Regions from separate parts of the Zea mays genome. Here region 1 is linked to region 2. Evidence: chromatin contacts called from public Hi-C data. All regions are on one chromosome and are shown on one strand. The core of a region is the stretch at or near the end of the contact, and the rest is flanking DNA. Distances in the headings are between cores, read along the strand shown.

The links. Hi-C and Micro-C count contacts between places; a contact is called where the count stands out from the background.
Region 1: a contact with region 2 is called in a Hi-C map of leaf, with 1.8 times the contacts expected there. The contact joins the promoter of LOC103630556 here to the promoter of LOC100191673 in region 2. A contact is called at or near these places in 4 of 25 Hi-C or Micro-C datasets (endosperm, leaf and tassel).

What each region holds. Positions count from the first base shown.
Region 1 is chr1:2,158,337-2,164,215 of Zm-B73-REFERENCE-NAM-5.0, reverse strand. LOC103630556 (mediator of RNA polymerase II transcription subunit 12-like) reads left to right here and starts at 3,190. Exons shown (of 12, transcript NM_001319720.1): 1 at 3,190-3,290; 2 at 4,250-4,309; 3 at 4,562-4,667; 4 at 4,877-4,948. The coding sequence starts at 3,190.
Region 2 is chr1:2,022,671-2,028,714 of Zm-B73-REFERENCE-NAM-5.0, reverse strand. It overlaps LOC100191673 (signal recognition particle receptor homolog 1), which reads left to right and starts at 3,867. Exons shown (of 10, transcript NM_001137102.1): 1 at 3,867-3,925; 2 at 4,192-5,191; 3 at 5,492-5,576; 4 at 5,663-5,758; 5 at 5,867-6,019. The coding sequence starts at 4,212.

The DNA of each region.
Region 1 (5,879 bases), core at 1,941-4,440, 140 kb before region 2:
CAGGTCTTAGGTGGACTAGACAGCATGATGGATGAGTATTTGAAATTTGGGGTGATCGGATGATCGATGAATAGTCCGCTTCTAGGAAAGCAAAAACTGCATCTCGGGCGGGACTGCAACAATGAGGGCATCCAACGCCCGTCGATCCTCGTGGTAGTCGACGTCGCCGTACCGAACTGCTTCCCACATGTGGCGAACCTGGAGCCGTACCTCATCACCGCGGCCCACTCGACATAGTTGGTCTTGGTGAGGGTAGACCACCCACCGCCGGGACCGATGTCCCTGATAATGTCCTGGCCCCGAGGCGACCATGGTACCGATCCGGGGAGGGAGAGCCGCGCCGCCTGTAGAGGTCGCGATCTCCGTCGACTCGGTCGCCGCCGCTGGGAGCACTGCCGGCGTGTCTACGCCCGTCTGGGCTACCGCCGCATGCGCTCTCGCCCGGAGCGTTGTCGGCGCGTCGACGCCTATCTAGGCTGCCACCACGCACGCCCATGGTGATGTGCGACTGCCCACTGTGCCACCTGCTCTCGCGCTGCTTCCCTCACCAGCCTGAGCTCTTTGTTGGTATTGTCGTCGACAGAAGCAAAGCTGTCGGCTCTACTGCCGCGTAGAGCCTCGAGCTCTGCTGCCGACGCACGTGCAGCATCCACCGCCTCCGCTGCTTCTACTTTCGCTCTCGCTGCTGCCAGTTCCGCCGCCGCCAGCCATGCTGCCCTCGCCGCTGTCGCTGCAGCCGCCGCTGCTGCTCGCTCGCGTTCTTGTGTCGCAGCGACCTCGGCCTTCTACTGGCGCCGCGCAATCGAAGTGACCAAGCGTAGGGATATGGTGGGCTAGTGAGGGCTCGCTGCGTGTGGAAGAGACTGTCTCAGACGAAAGACTGCTCGTTTGAGCAGGAGAGGAAGGAACAGTTCGAGCTCTTGCTGCCGACTGAGTGTGGGGAGAGGCGCGGGAAGGAGATGAACAAGAGATGTTTAGGATGCAGGATAGTTTGGCTCTGATATCAATTGTAAGCAACGGGACTCTTACTCTCATCGAGAGGATGACACTACGAGTTGAGACAATTTTCGTTTATTTATCACACACTTACTCAAAATGTCATACCCTTATAAGGGTTGGAGACATATATTTATAGCCCTAGGGGCTGCACTACACTGCACTACATACTACACTACACACCGCAGCACACAGGTGCTGTCCTCTAGATACTAAAGTGCTAAAGTGCAGTCAAAACTACAACTGCTGTCCTGCTGCTAAAGTGCAGTCAAAACTGCAAACACTGTCTTGCTGTTGTCTCCAACTGCTACTGTCCTGCAGGCTGCAGCAATCAAAAGACTGCTACCGTAGCGCAGTCAAAAGACTGCAACTGTTGCTGTCTCCATCTGCACTGCTGCTGTCCTATTCACCACAAAACAGAAATGTTGTTCTCCACACGAAGACCACATGACTATTCCATCACAATCATCGAAGCTTGGTTTTATAGCTAGGATCGTATTGTAGCAACTAGATAGTTTTGTTAATAATGTACGTGTAGGATTGGTAGCGGCAACACAAACTATCAAATGTTTTGTTAAGTAGTAGTTTTGTTATTATAACTCTATAGTACGTGTAGGATCAGTAGTAGCAACATAAAGAAAAAATCACTTTTTTCATATGTATATATACATACTTTCGACCGACAATAGATCTCTCGAGGAAATTGTATTGTTGTTGCATTGGTCACGTCACTCTACCGTCTCATCTACATGCTTAACGTGTAGACCTTGGGTTGAATAAATCGGGTCAAAGATTGTTTGACATGATTTTTGTTTGACTCATACATAGTGTCAATTTAGATAGATATGTCGTCGTTTTTTAGGTTGGATCGTTTTTTTGGTTTTGGATGGAGTTTTTAAGGTTTAATTAGATTTTTAAATAAAAATAAGTTTGGATCCATTTTTTTTGTTCGGTCGGGAGTTGGGATGACCATGGTTACATCTACCCACGCGACAATTCAACTGTTGTGACGGCGTGACGTTATTACTAACGGAGTCGGAGGATGAGAGGATTATAGGGTGTTTGGTTTGAGGAATGAACTATTCCATCATCTTCTCACTCCTCACTATTTTTGTTTGGTTTGTAGAATGGAATGAGTTGATCCATCACCACCTCATTCCTCATAGTTATTTAGTTAGTACTAATATGAGGAATGATGTCATCCCACCAAATTTGAGGAATGAACCCATGATGCACCACCTCAATTTGAATGTAGTGATTCCTTAATCAAACACCCCCTTAGAAGAAGGCGAAGCGACACTACAGCCATCCCGACGGGCGACGTCACGGAGATGGAGACGGACGGACGCCGCTGGGTCTGCAGGGCGAGACAGGGCAGTATCGTATGGTTTCCTTTCTTCCTCCCCAGGAGCGCAACAGCAACGCACACAGACACAGCCGCAGTGACCAGAGGAGACCAGCAGCAGGCCACCATCACCACTACCACCAGCAGCAGCAGCAACGCAGGCACGCTCCATCCACTCGTCATTCCTCCGCCCTGTTGCTCGCCTCCACCACCCTGCTCCCGACCTCGCTCCGCCACCAAACCCTAGCCTACCTGCCTTTCCCACAATCCCACCCCGTCCCCCCCCCCCCCCGACCCGAGGGCGACTCGCCCGCCATTTTCTCCGCCCGATTTTTCGGACAAGGTGAGATTCCTCCCCCCCTAAAACCCTACTCTCGGATTCGAGATCGGGCCGCGCGCGGATCTCCTCTTGACCTCTCCACTCCGCTCCCTGCCCCCTCTCCAATCGACTTCCCCTGATCCGCTGTGTATAGGGTTTCGCCACCCCGCGATCTGCCGCTCCTTAGCCGCTATACGCCTCCCCCCCTTTGGTCTTTTGATTTATCCCAACAAGAAAGATTTACTGTGCCCCGCTGACCTGACTCCTCTCCACCCTGCTGCACTGCAGTGATCGACCTCGCTTCCGACTTCTTCCCGCTCGGCCGGCGGGGGGTGGGGAGTACCAGGCCACTGCCGGCGACGCTATCTTTTCTTCTTCTCGCTCTTCCAGGCAGACAGGCTTGCCGGCCGGCGGCTGAGTGAGGACAAATAAAAGAGGCTTCCCCCACCCCGGTGCCGTCGCGGAGCGCCTTGATTCGTGCTCATGCCGGGGGCGCCGCTCAGGTGACTTGCTTGGGGGTGGGGGTGCCATGCAGAGGTATGCTGGGTTCAGCGGCAGCAGGGACGGGGCGAGGTTGGAAGCCTCACCGTTTTCGTCCTCCTCCTCCTCTGGTTACCCCGTCAGCTCCAGGTGATACTCTATCCTCCAACTCCCTTCTTTCACTGTCCAATGTGACGCACACACGGTTAGGCGTTTACAACAACAACAACAACAACGGCGGCCGCCGTTGCAACTTATTTGATTGGTTCAGTTGCTGAGTTGTGGCACAATGCAGTAATGCTTTGGATTAGGCAGTAATAATGGCATCTTGTTTTGGCAACTGTAATGTCGGGTGTTCTTAGTCGTGCACGCTGGCTCCCACGACCAAACTGCATGCATACATGCTGTACTCGGACATTTCCAAAGCTATATTGTCAAACAGTATCTGTGTTTAATCCTTATAACAAAAAGTCAAAAACTGCTAACCTTCACCACCCTAGATGTAGTCTGTCACAGACCCTTCTTCTGTTCTAACAACAACTGCCACCACAACATCAACATATATAGCTTGCAATGTGCTTTGTTCTCTATTTGTTTTGTCATTTGATTAATTTTCATGTTGAGCCTTTCCTGTTACCACCCTTATCATAGTCACATGATGTGATGCGGCCACCTGTATGAATGCATTACCTAGAGAATCATGCTTTGAAAAGTCTGAACGGCATGTTGCTGTCTACCAACTTCTCGCGAGTTATACTGGTTAGAGCAGTGTGCTTGCGGGGTCTCCCCTTGTCAGCCCCGTTTGAGTCCTGCCACAGATTCTTATTGCAATGGCTAGGTGGTGGCTTCTCCCTTGCCTTTGAGTTTTTTTTCCAATATATTTTTGTAAACTTCCCATTCCTATTGCATGTTAATAACCTAGAAGTTATGTATCACTCTATAGTTGTGCCACATTCAATTGCTTGTTTGGAATGAGGTGCTGTGGTGCGGTAGGAAGCAGTGCCGACCTCTCTTTCAGTTCTCTATTTCTTTTTTATATTTTGCCTGTGCATTTTCCCCCATGGTGATGATTCTGATACCTTTTTCTCCCTAATACCCCTGTATTTCAGGCGGCAGCAGCAGCTAACTCCGTACAAGCTAAAGTGTGACAAGGACCCACTTAATAACAAGTATGTCTGAGTTATGGACCAAAGGCAGTTCATTTCATTGGGAGAGCTAACAGATATTCTTTTATTTGCATTCTTATGTCAGACTCTCTTCCTTTTTTGGCCCTCTCTTTCAGCTGTTACATGATTTCTGCATCTAAAACAAGATTTTCACATATTGTTAGTTTAATATATAACCTAGAACTGTTGATTTGTCATAGGATATGGCTTCATTTGATCTTATACGTGCCCTCTACATTGTTATCTCTTCTGTAGGCTTGGGCCACCTGACTTCTATCCACAAACACTAAACTGTCCCGAAGAGACATTAACAAAAGACTATGTACAATATGGTTATAAGGAGACTGTTGAAGGAATTGAGGTGTGTATGGAAACAGAAGTTGTACATGACACATAATGGACATCGTGCTATTCTTTTTCCCAATGCGATCCATACTTATAGGAGTTTAGACAATCACAACATCTTATTTGTTATTGTATTCATCTGTACTTCGTTTTCACTTCACAGTTTGGACATATTCCAACAATCTTGTGCATTGACTGAAAATTAAAATTTTCTGGGCTTGATAGGAAGCAAGAGAGATTGTAATAAGTCAGATCCCATACTTCTGTAAGCCAGATGTTGTCATAAAGTGCAAGGAGGTAAGGGGAATTTACTGAACTACTTTTAAGGCTGCCATGTTTTTTATGACACAAAAGTTTGTTTTCTTGTTTGCAAGAAATGCTATTTTTGTATAAAGAGGGCAGCATCGATATTCAAGCCAAGAAAATGTTATAATTAATTATCATGTACAATTGTGTTTTTCATGGTTTCATGGCATTTGACATTTCCATCCATGCCTTTTTATAATCCAACACCAAATTGTGATTGGTTGTTCCATTTGATACTCTTCATCGATAATTGAAACAAATATTTTATTGCTTTGTACATGAAATGCGCTAGGCCGATAACACTGCATATATGTTCTACTAAATTTTGTTTACCAGTCCTAGAATATACTGCTTCTGTGGCCAGTGAACCTTGTTTAATTAAGAAGTGCTTGCTTACACCAAATGATCATAGCGGCAACTCGGTATAAACATGCACCCTGGAAAAAATTCTAGAAAGAACTTTTCATGAAAAGTTTACTTTTGGCATTTGTTGGGTACCTGTCTAAATTCTAGAAAGAACAACAACATGGCAACACCGTTAGTTTAATAATCCTCTTTCCCTTCGAAGGTCTTGGAGGAAAAAATGTACAAAATGGAGTTTTATCTCATAACAAATGTGTATAACGGGATTTATGCTTAAGATTTTGAATATGAAGTTATTTAATTGTTCTACAGTTTTGAAGGTTGTTGTTTTTAACATACATGAATATGATTGGTTGTATGGTTATCTTGTCGAGTCCTTCTCCCCTCCGAAGATGTTGAAGGGGAGAAGGAAGACTTTGTGTTCTGTGTGCCCAAAAAGCATATGAATCAAGTACAAGGATCAACAAACTAAATGAATAAATGAATGACATTGTACAAAATAGTTGATGATAATGAATCAAATTCATATAAGCAATGGCTAGGCTTAATGAACAAGTCA
Region 2 (6,044 bases), core at 2,618-5,117:
TGGCGCACCGGACATGTCCGGTGCACACCGGACAGTCCGGTGCCCCCTTCCGACCGTTGGCTTGGCCACGTGTCGCGCGCAGAATCCGCGGCCGACCGTTGGCTCACCGGACAGTCCGGTGCACACCGGACAGTCCGGTGAATTTTAGCCGTACGCCATCAGCAAATTCCCGAGAGCGGCCTCTTCGACCGAGGCAGCCTGGCGCACCGGACACTGTCCGGTGCACCACCGGACAGTCCGGTGCTCCAGACCGAAGCAGCCTTCTGGCTGTACACAACCAACTCTTTTCTTTTCTTTTTCTTCCTGTTTCCAATACTTAGACAAGTATATTAGTACACAAAACCAATGTACTAAGACTTAGAAACATACCTTTGCTCTTGATTTGCACTTTATTCATCCATGGCATAAATTCACATTTAAGCACTTGAGTTGGCACTCAATCACCAAAATATTTAGAAATGGCCCAAGGGCACATTTCCCTTTCAGTGGGCATATACTATTTTTTGAATTCGTAAGAGCATGAAATGAAGACAAAATGTTGATTTCTAAAGCATGAGATGAAGATAAAATGCTGATTTCTAAAGCATAAGATAAAGATCATTGAGTGGATTATTTTCAAAAATCCACTCTAAGCTCGGGGGCTACACCCATTGGGTGCACCTCCAGTGCGCCCAATAGATTTTTAATTCTAGAAGACAAAATGATGGTTTCTAAAATACAAGTTGGCGACAGAACGCTGATTTCTAAGGCACGAAATGAAGACCTTTGAGTGGTTTGTTTTCAAAAAACCTACTCAAAGTTCTGAATGCCGACTTCCAAAGCACGATATGATGACAAGATGCTGATCTCCAAAGCACTGAAGGAGGACCTTTGAAGGCTGTTTTTTACTGAGTCACTTAAAGTTCAGGAGCAACGCTCAATAAAGTGCACCTTCGGCGTGCCCATCACTAGAATGGAAATAAAGCCACAGAATCGCGAGCTGGACCTAGAATCTTTGGGCTGATTATTTCAAAATCAACTCAAAGATTGGGGGCTTGTGGGGGACAGATATCCACCGGGTCCACTAGAAGGCAAGAAGGCCTCGCGAAAGGCTTTGGGCCTATTATCTCGCAAGGCCACCCCTTCGTGGGCCATGGGAGAACTACTGATGGAATGTGCCGACGCGAGGAAGAAGCAGACTTGGGCCCAGGCGGCTCGTTGGATGTAAGCGCTATCCACAGCGCCGATCTGACTTTCCCGCGTAGGGCGACCTTGAATATCGGAGCAAACTAGGGATAGGTCGGCAAGATTATAGGAAGATAACTCCAGTCGGTTCACTATTACTTAGGTACACATCGTCATCATACACGCATGTAGTGCCCCACGGTCAAGTATATAAGGCCTAGGGGGTACCCCATCATTTCCATCGACCATCTACTCAGCTCACTAGCTTTTCTCCATATAGGAGACTTCCCTTGTAACCCACCACATAAAGATTCACACTAGGAAGTAGGGTGTTACACATCTCAAAGCAGCCCGAACGTGTAAAAAATCGCATGTCATCTCTCGTGCATCTCGCACGAACCATTGAGGTATAGTCAACAACACCGTCCTACCCAAAAGCACCGCGAGGGGTAACCATTGGTGTGCGGTCGGGCTCCAAACACCGATAGCAGCCTACTGTTGCTGGCTAGATTTTCAGTAGCGCACTGGACTGTCCAGTGATCTCGCAGATATGGAAGTTTTTTAGATCACTTGTAAAGAAGGCAACGACCTCTAAGCCTCTTGGGGCTATAAAAGGAAGCCCTAGGCGCCCTCTCATGGTACCAAGCACCACACTCCGAGACTCTGCGACCACACCGTTCAATGATTTGAGAGAGATTTGAGCTTATTTCTGGGCTGTTACTATGTCGTTTTGTAGTTGCGCTCTTGTCTTTGCTTTTTGTGCGTGTTGTTGATGCGTTGTGTAGTTCTGCGTGTTCTAACTCACTCTCTTACTCTGATTTTGATTGTGATAAAATTGTGGAGATTCCTCACAGATGAGTTGAGATATAAGGAAGAATATCGTGACACTCAAGTTTGATCTTTGGGTCACTTGAGAGCGGTTGAGTGCAACCATTGACCAAAGGAGGTCACCATAATATGGTGTAGACTTTGGCCGAACCATGAGAAAATCGTCGTGTCTTTTGTCTATTTTACTTTATTGCAATTTCTATCTTACTTAGTGCTTAAACTTCACTTATATATTGCTCCTAGTTTAATACACATCTAAAAAAACAATCAAACGAAGAATACGTTTTTCTCTCATTTTCTCATTTAAATTTGGTTTTAGTTTAGGGGGTGTTTGGTTAGAGGGACTAAAGATTAGTCTCTAGTTTTTAGTCCCATTTAGTCTCTTTTTTTGTCAAACACTATGACTAAAATTTGGACTATAATGATTTAGTCTTAAGTCCTTCACATATGTGCTAAAAGGGACTAAACCATATTAATTCCACATTTACCCCTCGTTTAGTTCAATTGTACTAATAACAGGAGAATGTTAAATACCATTTTAGTTTTCTTATGAGTCATTTAGTATATTCTTACTATTTTTAGTCCCTAAAAACAAATATGTTAGAGACTAAACTTCAGTCCCTAGACTAAAGAAACCAAACATGGCCTTACTCTAACACCTTTTATATATCAAATTTTTATTGTTTGAAGCATTTTTTAAGGATCACCTATTCACCCTTCTCTTAGATGCTTTTATAGTGTGTTTAGTTGTAATGACACAACGTGATGAGATAGGATGAATTCTTAAATAAGGTTGTTTAGTTTGGAATCAGGGTTAGAACATGACTATTTCAGTGTTATTTTCAGTTATTTCTTAAAATTGGAGGGACAAGAGAGGATGTTCTGTGTGTCACCAGCCGTCCCGCGACCCAGCGTACACCATCAAAGGTACGTATGTGGTGAAAATAAAATCTCACGGGCACCGTCCCACACACGGATAGCCGCTTAGGCTATCCGCAACCGTTACCCCTAAATTTTTTCCCCTATATCACTTTTCCCCTTATTTCCCCCTATTTTTTCATCTCCCACAGCGATTCCCCCTAAATACTCCCCTATACCCCACTACAACTATAAAATATCATTTTCTATATCAACTATCAATTTTTATCTACTAACAATTACTCGTGGACCCACAGCATAATGTTTAGGGTGATGAACAATGATACGCTAGATCTGGGGGGAGAGAATGGTGCCGACACGTAGCGGGCGCTGTAGGGGACACCGCTGCGGCCGTAGGGTGCCCCCTACCGCCGGCATGCAAGGAGAGGTGGATTGCAAGGGGCAGCGTTGCGCATAGCCTTAGCTCAAGCTCCTCAATGGCCACGTCCTTTTGTTTTTCATTTTTTTTGAACGAAAATATATGTCCGTTCATCACCGAGATGTCCGACTGCATCCAACCGACTAACCACTAGTGATAATGAGATTATGAGAACGTGTAAACAAGCTCCAGTTTTCAGGGTTGTTATTCCTTCACTTTCGTTTAAATCCCTTCCCTTTCGTTTAAAATGATGAAAAGTGTAAAATTATGTATAGGTTTAGATTCAAACTATAATTGCTGGTTCAAACCTATATTTATACCTACATAATCAATAAAAATATAAATAGAAATCGGTAGCAAGATATAGAAGTAGTATAAAGTTTGAATTATATATGCGGTGACATGGACCGATGGACGGGTTTGTTGACCATTGACCGAGCCGCGTTTGCCTCCGCCTTCGAGGAAGCGGATACTAGACGCGCAAAATAATAATAATAATATATTATTATTATTATTATTAATATTAATAGGGTTCCAGTCCACTCCATCGCCAAGGGCCCAAGGCTTCTCTATCTAGGGATTCATCTTCCTCTCGTCTTCCCTCTTCCTCTCCGAGGATACAAGGCGCCGTCCCAGGTACGCTACGAACCAACCCCCGATCGACCGGATCAGTATCATATCCAACTGTAGAGTAGGGAGAATCAGTCAAATTCCCCCGTTGTAGCTGTAGGCTTGGCGTTGCTGCTCGATCGCGCTCCTGTCTAGATCCAGGGGCAATCCCCCTTATCAATTACAACTGGGACTGGTTCGTTCTAATTGGATTAGATCCTGATCGGCAAATCCATTCATGCTATATACGATATGATATGAAATTGATGATGATTCGTCGGTCGGATCCGCAGGTAGAGGTAGGGTCGCCACCATGCTGGAGGAGCTGCTCATCTTCACCCGGGGCGGCCTCATCCTGTGGTCGTCCTGCCGGGCGCTCGGCGCCGCAGCCCTCAAGGGCTCCCCCATCGACGCCCTCATCCGCTCCTGTCTCCTCGAGGAGCGATCCGCCGACGCCAGCTTCTCCCAGGACAATTACGCCCTCAAGTGGACCTTCCACAACGACCTCGGCCTTGTCTTCGTCGCCGTATACCAGAAGATACTCCACCTCCTCTACGTCGACGATCTCCTCGCCGCCGTCCGCAAGGAGTTCTCCCAGATCTACGACCCCAAGCGCACCTCCTACGATGACTTTGGGGACATCTTCCGCCAGCTCCACCGCGAGGCCGAGGCGCGCACCGAGGAAATGAAGAAGTCCAAGCAGGCCCTCTCGTCCCGTCCGCAGCCTGCTCTCACCCAGAAGAAGCCTGGTCCCAAGGGCCGCGGCGGTGATTCCCGCGGCGGCGCTGCTAACAAGGGCGGCTCTGGTGCCAAGGATGACTCTGATGGCGACGGCTATGGCAACCAGGACCACCGTACTCTGGCAAATGGTGCCTTCAAGGGCCAAGAGAATGGCGTCCGCAAGGAGAATTCTTCTCATGGCCGCACTGTTGTTGTCAAGGGAAAGGAGAATGGGGCCCCCAAGGATGAAGGGGCCTTCGATGTAAGTAAACTACAGAAGCTACGGGCCAACAAGAAGAATGGTGCCACTGACAATGGAACCAAGAAGCTGACCAAACCTGACATAAAGAAGAAAGGGAAGCAAGATAGGGTGTGGGACGACAAACCTTCCAACAAGAAGCTGGATTTTACAGACCCGGCAGACGAGAGAGGGGACGAGGTGGCAGACAATGTGGCGGTCATCGAGGGAGAAAGCATGATGGATAAGGATGAGGATCTGAGCAGCGACAGCGAGGACGAAGAGGTGGAAGATGGACCCAAAAAGAAAGGATGGTTCTCATCAATGTTCCAGAGGTAATCCACACACATGCTCCCATGTCTAGTGTTCTATCATATGTAGTAGCTTGTAAATATGGATAAGGATATATAGCCTAGACTCAATCATGATGATGACAATAGATTATGTGATGGCTGCTGTGTTTTCCCCACCTGCAATCTTTCATCCTTATTATTTTTGGCTTCTGGCACCAAATAAACAGCTCATATGCTGGCTTTTGTTTCTCTTCAACATATTGCATTATGCTTTTAACTTGTATATGATTTACAATCTATGTGCATATCCTGTAATATAATACATTGCACTTGTGTGCTCAGTATTTCTGGTAACAATGTATTGGAGAAGTCTGATCTGCAGCCTGCGCTCAAAGCTCTCAAAGATAGGCTGATGGCAAAGAACGTGGTATGTGTATATTCTGTAGGTGTTCATTTGATATACTTAATAGATATTCTTTTTCTGTCTGTCTGAAGAAGGCTAGCCTTATGCAGGCAGAGGAAATTGCAGAGAAGCTTTGCGAATCTGTCGCAGCTAGCCTTGAGGGCAAGAAGCTAGGATCTTTCACTAGAATATCATCAACAGTCCAGGTTTTTAGCATATCTTCTCATAAAAAAATATCTTCATCTTCTTATATCATCTAAATCTAAGCATCTTATAGGTTGGTAATATGCTTCATTTGATGGTTACTCCTGCAGACAGCTATGGAGGATGCGCTTCTTCGTATTTTGACCCCAAGGCGCTCTATTGACATACTGAGGGACGTGCACGCTGCCAAGGAGCGTGGGAGGCCATATGTTATTGTTTTTGTTGGGGTGAATGGAGTTGGCAAATCCACCAATCTTGCAAAGGTATGCATTTCCAGGCATCACACCA